Regions from separate parts of the Pan troglodytes genome. Here region 2 is linked to region 1. Evidence: chromatin contacts called from public Hi-C data. All regions are on one chromosome and are shown on one strand. Each heading gives the region's core, a stretch centred on a gene start, on an enhancer-like site or on the middle of the called end of the contact. The rest is flanking DNA. Distances are from core to core; before and after follow the strand shown.

Region 1 (5,070 bases), core at 1,171-3,670:
TGCTAGCTTGGACAATAATTTTATTTGTGTGATAAAGCATATAAAGAAAGTCATAACAAAGACATCTGTGAGTGAATTGTCATCAAGATCAGTAGGGCACGTAGATCCAATGGTCAAGATGTAGTTATAATGGCAGGACAAGCAAGGAGTCAATGGCTAGGAGAGCCAAAAGAAATAAAATGAAGATCAAGGTATTACTGCAGGGTACTGTTCATCTGAAACATGATGAAAGTGTTGGCATATTTGTCTTGTCACATGTGGGGAAAAGGGAGGCCTGGAAAGTAATAGAATACAATGTTTAAGTGGAGAGTGTTGGAAAGCATGAAAGGTCTTTTATGTCTTATTAAGAACTATAAAATAACTGCTAATATTTTTTCAGTGTCTACTGTGTTGTAGGTACTGTACTAACCACAGGATAAGAAATAAACCCCTTAATCCTTACAACAACCATGTGAGGCATATGGTAGTCATTAAGGATGTTCGCTGAATATTTCAGGCTCTGCAACTTCTAGGCACTTAATGAGATTTCATTTTTTGGTCTCCCAGTGTTGAGTAGGGTCATATGACCAGTTAAGGCATTTAGTTATAGTATTAAGTTGTGGCATTATGACGTTAAGATGTGTATTTTTTTTAATTCATATTACTGACAAGAAACTGATACTCAAAGGTTTCAGTAACTTAATCTAAGGTTATTAGTTGGGAAGTAGTCAGTGAATGGTAAGTAGATATGCCAAGATTAGCACCCAGGAAGTCTAAACAGATATAAACCTGCAGACTCTATTGCTATACAATATTGAATCACAAACACCAAAGACTTAATCCTGTTTATCCTAAATGACTCATACTGATGGTATTATTTCTCCTTTTCTTTCCATCATTAAGTCATTATATCCCCCTTCTCACAGCATAGACACCAAAAAGAAAAAAAGTCTAAGTAAAAAGGAAAAAACAATCTTTAGGATATTTGTCTGTTTTTGTTTACTCAGAAGTTGAAGCTCAGAACTCTAACAGATAGACAAAGTGTGATAGGTATACAACATGACCATTATGCAGCAGTTAAAAAGAGTCAATGAGCTGTATACCTAAAACCTAAAATGGGTACTAAAAACATGGTGGATAAAAGTAGAAAATGGAAAGTTATCTAACAATATCATTGATGTTAAAATATATCCACATAAGTCAATATCCACCTACCAAGAACACAATATAACAAATAGCTACACATTTAAATGGTTGCTCATTCAGAGAGTGGTAAATGGGATTGAGGAACGGGGATAAAATGGAATTTTTAAAAGATAAACAAATCAGCCAGCCATGGTGGCTCATGCCTATAATCCCAGCACTTTGGGAGGCCAAGGCGGGCAGATCACCTGACGTCAGGAGTTCGAGACCAGCCTGGCCAACATGGTGAAACCCCGTCTCTACTAAAAATACAAAAATTAGCCAGGCGTGGTGGCAGGTGCCTGTAATCCCAGCTACTCGGGAGGCTGAGGCAAGAGAATTGCTTGAACCCAGGAGGTGGAGGTTGCAGTGAGCCAAAACTGCACCACTACACTCCAGCCTGGGTGACAGAGCAAGACCCCATCTCAAAAAACAAAAACAAAAACAAAAACAAAACAAAACAAAAAGTTACCAACCAACCAATTCACCAATATAGGGGACTTAAATATACCAAGGACGATAATGTTTTGTGAACTAACAATACAAATGGCTGAACTTTGTTTAAACCTTATGTATAAAAACAAAAGCAAGAGCCAAACCTCAGAAGAAATAGAGTACTAGCCCTACCCACCACAAGATTTGTTTTCAGACTGCAATCATTTTGAAATATTTTCGAAGAAGCATACTATTTGAAAAAGGCAGAATATCTAAAAAGAATAAGAATCATTTATATACAGAGTGGGAAGTGAAAACTCTTGGCAAATGCAAATTACTCAACTGCTCAAAGTGGCTCAGACCCTCGTTGTCTACCAACAGATCAGACCTTTTGAAAAGCATAAAGAAACCCTTAATTATCCCATGCACATATATGTTCATTCCTTCTGCCTTGATGTGACATCTAGGTCCATAAATTGGCTTTCTTTAGATATTAATTATTTGTAGGTTATATAGAGGGTTTGTAGGAGTCTGGAAAACTTAAACACTGGGGAATTAAAGTTACTGTCAGATGTATCTCAAAAGCCTTGGGAAGTTTTTTGCTCCAAGGTGACATGAAACTGTGACAGGAGCTGCATCTCAAGCTGTTTGTCCAGCCAGACCTGGAGATTTGGGAGGCTGGTACCTGCTTTTATTTATTCATATGGAGGGTTACTGAATACAGATGCCAATGCTGACTGTGAGTTAAAGAGAAGAGAGGATAAGAGCTTAGGCTTAACCTACAGGGGACCTGAGGAATAAAGAGCCCCAGAGTCCAGCGTGGAGAAGAGAGAAGAAAGGGGAGGAAGAAAAAAGACTGAGAGAGATCAGGCCTAATGAACCTTTCCTGAAGTCAATGGGAATGGGGAAGTGGTGCCTCAGAGAGCAAGACCATACCCAAACAAAGCAGGGATAAAGTGGATCAGCCACAGTGTCACCAAATTTATCAAGAGTTCAAAAACTAGCAAATCAAAATCTGCAGGAAGAAGAAATTCTCATGCAAAGCCATACACTATGTTATTATCAAGATGAAGATATGACAGTAAACATACTACACACATATGTGAGCCCAAACAGGCATGCACGCACACACACACACACACATACACGTTTTTGATGCTCACTCAGAAAAATCTAAGGATAGATTGTATTATATGAAATAGTGATATTCTATCTTTACGGAAAAGGGAATTTAGTTATGTACTTTCTTTTTACTTCTATGACTGAAAAAGCTGAAAATGATGAAATGCTTTATACTATTATGAAGGAGTTAACAATAAAACCAGCAGGTCATTGATACCTTTCTTTCCTGGAAAATGCTTGGGAATCAAGTTACGGAAAATGCGGGGCTTGGAAGTTACCTCAGGAGAACAGAAACTGAAGGAAACCTGGGCAATGTGAGTAAAATATCTCTGTATTTACTGTAAGTGTGAAGTAAATGGATGCGTTCACCAGGAGCCAGCTAAAACAACCTTACTTCCTGTGGCAATCTTGATTATTGGAAATTGCCAACATACCACAAGCAATTTTAATTAGAGGAAACGTATCTTCTTGTCATACTTGATTTGTAAGCAAATGCTTTTTTTAACGAATATAGCATTATGACTGAGTAAATTAACTCCTGGTTACATTTGTATTGTATAGTTAAAAAAAAAATTGACCATTTGACTCCCCAGACACTTACTCTACAAAGCATGACTCATTGTGGAAATAAAATGTCTTTTCCTTTCTTTCTTTACTAAAAATCAACTTCCTTTCTTAATTTTTTCTCTAAGTCTTTATACCTGACTCAACATTGAGCAGGCCAAGAACGACACATTTTCTTTTACAAACTAGAATTAAAATATTCTCTTTTAGAAACTGCCTAATACCAAAAAGTGTGTTCCAAATACTCATACACAATGTTGCATCATTAATGTCGCGTGTAAATCTACTGCAGGACATGATAAAAGTAGCAGGCCCAGTCATGTAGAGGGGAAGAATGCTTTGGCTTGTTGTCGTAATGCATTTAAGCAATTTGCCAGGCCTCAGAACACTGGTTTACACTTTCTGTACCACAGCATTTTCCTCTAAATTCCTATTTGAATTTTTTTTTTTTTGGTTTGCTCATTTTTATGAAGAAAGTTCTAAAGTCACCTATACAGTCACCTATTTTTTACCACTGGTGTAATAATGTTTACTGTTTTATTATAATATTCTAGGCCTCTGCTCACTTCTTAACTGATACTCTCACTGTGGTTATAGTAGCATGTTGCACAGTGCCAGGAGTCAATATTAGCTGAGTAAGCGAGGAAATAAATGAAATGCATTTGATACTATTTTGGTGACAACTAATAATCTTTACTAGCAAAAAAAAGTTAGAGCAATGATCTATCATATTAACTAGATTATTAAGGTTCTGTCATGAAGGTGTTATTCATAAAATATAGTTGTAATTTTAGGGGAAGAGAGCAGAATGGAATGGTGGAAAAACCACAGACCATAGAGTCATAAAAAGTCTGTTTAAATTCATGTTTAATTTCTATAACCTCTTGGGCAACTTACAGAACTTCTCTGAGCTTTAGGTTTTTCTCCTATAAAATAGGGATTAAAAAAATCTACCTTGCTGGGCTTTAATGAGAATTAGAAATAATATGTGGAAGATGCTTGGATGTTGAACATAGAAGCCACCAAATTAAGGATAGCTATTGTCATCACTATTTTTCTTAGCAAAATTTCAACAACTGATTTATTAATCCACCTTTCCATTTTTAAATTCAATTATTTCAGATATTATTTAGACATTTAAACAGTAGGTAGCTACAAAAGGATATTTGATATCCATTTTCCTAAGATCTAGGTATTCTTTTAGCCTCCAAAGTATAAAGGCCCTTATGATGAATACCAACCCCTATTCTTGACTACCTCTGCACTTTCACTGTGTGAATGCGATCTTTGTAAATGTTAATTATTATGAACTACAGCTAATGGAATGATTATTTGTAAAAGGCATAAATGAATACTTGGGACTTGATTTAGTCATTATGCATTTCTCTTGCTACATGCAGATATGGATAGAAAGACTTTATTTTTAAAAGTTGGAAGATGGAATAGTATCAAAATGTAGAAATGGATTTTAGAAAGCCATTGGAACCCAGGGGTGTATGTAGAAAAAGGCATTGCCTACGTTGTAGGTTATGATGTTCTGACACCTACAAGCATCTGACATAGTCGACTTTTTTAAAAGTGGTGCTTAAAAGTGTTGGTATGGAACATAAGTAGATAATGCAAATATGTTAGCGACCCCTACCAACAGTTGCAATTATGCAAATTTTAAAACCTTCATCTTTTATAATTAGGTGTAGTGGACTTATGTAGTTAACTTCTCCACTGGCTAGCTCAGATTCTCTAATCTGTTGAACAGCTTTTCCCCTAAAAATAATGCACCTCAAATAG
Region 2 (5,070 bases), core at 1,726-4,225, 540 kb after region 1:
AGGAGAGAGCAGTGACCACGGCCACACTACAGACCCCTGGCAGCTTTGCCCCACTGTTATTTCTTTTTTCATATTCTCTCTTTCCTTCTTTCTCTCTTTTCAGGAGGAATTAACGGTCATGGGGTAAACATAGCAACAACCAAAAAAAAAAAAAAAAAAAGTCTAAAGTGGACATATCCTTTGGTTATGCAAAATACTTTAACATCTTTTTGTTGTTGTTGTTCCCTCTGTCTTAATTGAATATTACAAAGTGTACACAGGGCACTGCCACAAGAGCTATTGAAAATCCCCTCTCACTCCATTTAACTGACTTTTTTTTTTTTTTTTTGTAAAGAAAGGAAAGAGCGATTTCAAACGAAGTCAATTTCAGTGCCTGATTATTTAATTCTGTCACAAGTTAAAAGTAAAAAGCGCTGACAGGCAGACGAGTGAATGGAAAGGGGGGAAAAAAACCTATCCCTGCTCTTTAAAAGACATCAAGGACTTTGGACAATCAAAATATAATTTTTATTTTCATGTAAAAGACACCTCTTCACTTACCCGCCCCCCCCAAAAAAACCACACTCAGAAGAACTGATTACTCCACAAAGTGCAAACATCAAGAGCAGATAGTCAAACTGCATTAATAGATTGAGAAAAATAAAATTTTCATCCAGTCCTGTTCCTGTGTGTGTACATATATATAGATACACTTTCATTAGTTAGTAATCTTTCCCAACACTCCTGCCCTCTCCCCTTTGCCCAGCCTCCCTCCTTCCAAAAAAAAAAAAAAAAAAAAAAACCCACACTGAGTTTAACTAATTTACATACTATTTGACTTCAGCAGTTATATATATATAGTGCATTACTAGTAACGTGCAATTTCTGGATGACAGCTAAAACCGATAAAAGTGGATTCAAGTAATATATTAATCAAAACTGCAATATACAAACAAGTGATAGCAAAAGAAAAAAAAGCATGGTGACATTAAACATATATTTTTTAAAAAAGGAATTCTATATCATGAGCAACTGCTTGCCAGGCAGTCTTCAATGGTTTTATCATGCTATTTCATTTGTCTTTCCTATTTAGATGCAAAGGAAGTAAATTCCAAAACTGACATACCATAAACACTGGTGCTACTGATCATTTCTTGCTGGCAGCACAAAAAGCTGAATTGGATTTCTCACAAGCAGGAATTCCAAAGGTTGCTTTTCATTAAAGCCACTTTTCCTCTCAGCTATCAAATGTCACTGCCTTGAAACGTGGGCCCTTTCGTCAGGTATTCATTTAACCTACATGCATATAATTAAGGGGGAAAGCAACATCAACAAAAAGGGGATCTCAGATCACAGGAGAAGAAAGAAAGGAAAAAAAGCACATGACCAGGAATGCAAGTCCATGTCAATTTCACTCACTCCCATTGAAACTAACAAGAGCTCCGGGGAGGACGGTAATAGGATCAGTGGATTGTATATACCATTAAATTATACATCTTTCTCTCCCGTTCCTTGCCAACAATACGCCCACCACGCTGTACCCCCTCCTAGATGATGTGCTTACATTTTTCTGCAACCGATCTTCTGACATTTTCTCGTTCCCCCAGCCACGAGATTGTAATTTAACCTCAACTTTTTGTGTGTGTGCAAGATTCTTATTTACACTTCTTATTTACTTAGAAGTTAGTTCCCGAAGAAAGTCTAGCCCCACCCTATGGCTCCGCTTTCTTATTTTTTATTTTTGAAGTAAAAAGATAGTAATAAGTAAGCCCAATATAGCGAAAAGCGAGATTCTTGCAATCGCGAACTCTTAATCCCATACTATTGTTACAATGATTAAGCAGCAAAAATATGCATTATAATGTTTCAGGGCTACTTTGAACAGAGAAATTAGACAGCAGGTTGGCGTACAGAATAGAAACGAGTGGAAATTGAATTTAATGTTTACGGCACAACTGAAGATCTCTTTTAATTACAGGTCTTGGATGTATTTATATTCTTTAAAAATAAAACAAAAACAAATTTAAACAGATGGTAGAAAACTACGAAGCTCCTCTTACCTGAACGCGCGGAGAGAGAACCCGATAGGTTAGCGTAGCATCGATCCGATGTGTTTGCTGATGAATGGAAGCTAGGGTTAAGTGAAGGTGCCTATGATTTGAAATCATTCCAAGTTTTTGAAGGGAAGACGGACTGCAGCCTCTGCCATGTTGGAATTTCAAACCCAAAACAGCTGCTTGGAAGGAGCCAGCATGCCAGAGGCTGGGCGCAGGCGCAGAGCGCCGCCGAGCCAAATTCAAATCACTTTCACACTAAGAGCCAAAGATCAGTTTTCAAAGGAGAGAGGGAGAAAGAGACGGAGGCTGCCGTGAGGGAGAGAAGACGGGAGGCAGTGGCGAGAGGCGGGCAGTGGAGAGAGACGGGCAGCGGGAGGACCAGGAGGGAGAGGGAGAGGCGCACGGAGCCCGCGGAGCTGGAGGGGGAGAAAGGGAGGCGGGAGGCAAGCGGGCGAGCGAGCTAGAGACGCGCCAGAGATTCATGGGCAGGGAGGGCTCAATGGCCGCGCCGCGCCGGCCGGCCGGCCGCTCGGGTCATGTTACACGGCCGGGGCCGCGGCGGCCGCCCAGCCTCGCCGACGCGCTCACGCGGCCCGGAGGGGGCCCCGAGGTCATGATTACGCGCGCGGGGACTCGCAGCTCTCCCTGCACGCACTCTCTGGCGGCCCAGCCTGGGGAAAGGGGAGCAGCGCCGTAGGGGGAAGGGAGCTTTCTTTCCCACGCGTGACCAGCCGGTCCCTGCGCTCCCCGGCCTGCGTTGGAGGGCCCGGGACAGAGCCGCGCTGCCGGTTCCCGGCCCTCTCGACAGCTGCGGCCCGTCCGCCCTTCCCCACCCCCTCTGCGCACGGGACGGGATCTGGTCTCGAGAGCCCGGACCTCACCGGCACCCTCCCCGGGGCCCCCAGCACCAGCCAGAAAACGACTTGATCTGCTTAGAAGAGGCAACTTCGGGGAGAAAATTCGCGTTCGCCCAGTTCCCCTCCCCCGCCTCCCTGTGAATAAATAAAATCCTAAGTGTCTAGGTGTGCGGTCCCCTCTCGCACTCCCTGGCTCCCCTCCCTACCTCCCCCAGGCGGCTCGGGCTGGAGAAAGCAGCGCCCGGGGGGCCCTGGTGTCGGCGGCTGGTGCGCAGGCATAGACGTTAGGCTTCTGCCTTCCCAACCCCCCTCTATGGAGTAATCTGGGGACCCAGGAGTGGGAAGAGAGTAGGGGCTTTGTGGTGCTGGGAGCCGAGGAAGAATGAAATGTGCAGTTGAGTGTGTTGCTCGCATCCCAGGGAGCAATGCAGTGCTGATTGTCTGTTGCTGAGATAGCCTTTTGTTCGGAACATAAGGTTTAAGAAACACACACACGTTTTCTGGGGTCTCTTGTTAGATGTAAATGTGCGGCATCCAGACGCTTACTATGCAGTGTAAGCTCAGTTGGTTTACTAATCACCCCGCCCCACCCGCAAACAATCAGGATCATTTGAATGGGAACCTCATTCAGACTTCTAGGCTGAGAGTATTGCCTTCAACCTATTTCATTCTAGACTAGCCAACCATCCAACTGAGATAATAAAGCAAACAATAACATTTGATCATGATGTCTACGAGATAATGTGCCCGGCAAAGTTCTTTAGGAATTGTAATGAGAAAGAGAGTGAATTGGGTCATAATTTCTCTTCGTTTTCATTAAATATGACTTTAATAGATAAATGGTGAGTTTATACTTTGGCCTGGTAGACATCCAGTCCTCTATATTTCAACGAAGCTAAGAATGAAAGAGGCAAATTATATATTCCACCAGGAGCCCATCAAGCTGAAAATGTTACCTTTGAAGGTTGGAACCGAAAATGCACTTGCTGAGGACTGACCCTCCTCATAAGGGTGTTCACATTTCCCCCAGCTTCTCTGTTGTAGATTTGATAGCCTAAATTGCAGCTCTCCAGATGCTGAAATGCAGCTCTTTAAAAATGCCAAATATATACTTTGAAATTAATTCCATTCACCTTTTATGATGTTCTTACCTTTGAATGGATGCCTTTAGCTAACACACTGAGAAATAAAAATTATTTCAGTTAAATCTAGGCAGATGACAGAATTTAAAAGACAAAAAAAGAGTGATTCGAGATCCTAAGAAATATTTCTAAGCAATGAGATTTCTATTTGGAATGGATTTGACCTTTCTGTGAATTTTTTTAAAAAGGAGTCTTCGAAATAAAACAGAAGAACTTTATTCTGATGTAACAGAGAACACTGAAACCTCTTTAGTTATATTTTACAAGATGGCTTTGAAAATGATATTATGAAAAGTTGTTCATTGGATTTTACCACAAAGAAATAAGTGTAGGAAAATATCTGTGGGTCACTGTTGGATTGAGTACAGATGAATTAAAAAAAAAAACTATGAAGCGCTCATAATCGCAGTTATTGCCCATTTGGGGAATGACGACCAAAAGTCCTCTGGACACACAGCAGATGCTCTGTGCAATTCGGGCAAAACTGCTCGGTTCTTGTTTGTTAAAAAAGTTCAGAGCTCATCAACCTTCAACATTAAATTCCTAGCGTTGAATTTACAGTTCCTTGTGTAAATTCAAATAGTGAATAAAATATATAATACAGTGCCCACTGAATATAAAAACAATGTATTTTGATGACAGACTTAAAGCCATTCATCTGTAATATCTAAAATAAAACAACCCCTGCTCTTTAAAAAGAGGAGGAAAAAGTGTGGTCAGCAGGAGTTTATTAATAGATAATAACTGTACCTTTCCAATTCCCTTATAGATTCATTTGAAATACACATTATAAAAAACATCATTCAACATGCAAATAAATATAATTAACTTTGGAATCAAATAATTGGAAAACTGTTCAAAAGAGCACTGGATAGAGGTACAGAGTTTCTAAATTGTTCAAAATTACATATACTCTGGGAATAAAAGACACTTACATAATAGAATATACATTATGGGACTTCCATAATAATAAGATACACAGGAGAGTTCGTCATTGCACTATTTCTCCTTTTTTTTAAGTATAGGTAAAAGTTG

What was found. Hi-C and Micro-C count contacts between places; a contact is called where the count stands out from the background.
Region 2: a Hi-C map of stem cell-derived neural progenitor cells shows a contact between it and region 1, with 5 times the contacts expected there. The contact joins the promoter of FIGN here to the enhancer-like site in region 1. A contact is called at or near these places in 1 of 7 Hi-C or Micro-C datasets (stem cell-derived neural progenitor cells) and 1 of 1 datasets of contacts at active chromatin or transcription factors (stem cell-derived excitatory neurons).

The regions. Positions count from the first base shown.
Region 1 is chr13:65,233,306-65,238,375 of NHGRI_mPanTro3-v2.0_pri, forward strand. No RefSeq gene overlaps it. Among named protein-coding and RNA genes, the nearest start is that of KCNH7, 340 kb to the left of the region's middle. Within about 2 kb of position 2,421, at least 2 of the 24 cell types and tissues checked have an H3K27ac peak or open chromatin away from gene starts, as enhancers often do. A contact at or near this core is called in stem cell-derived neural progenitor cells, where this site is marked.
Region 2 is chr13:65,773,336-65,778,405 of NHGRI_mPanTro3-v2.0_pri, forward strand. It overlaps FIGN (fidgetin, microtubule severing factor), which reads right to left and starts at 2,976. Exons shown (of 2, transcript XM_009443600.5): 1 at 2,040-2,976.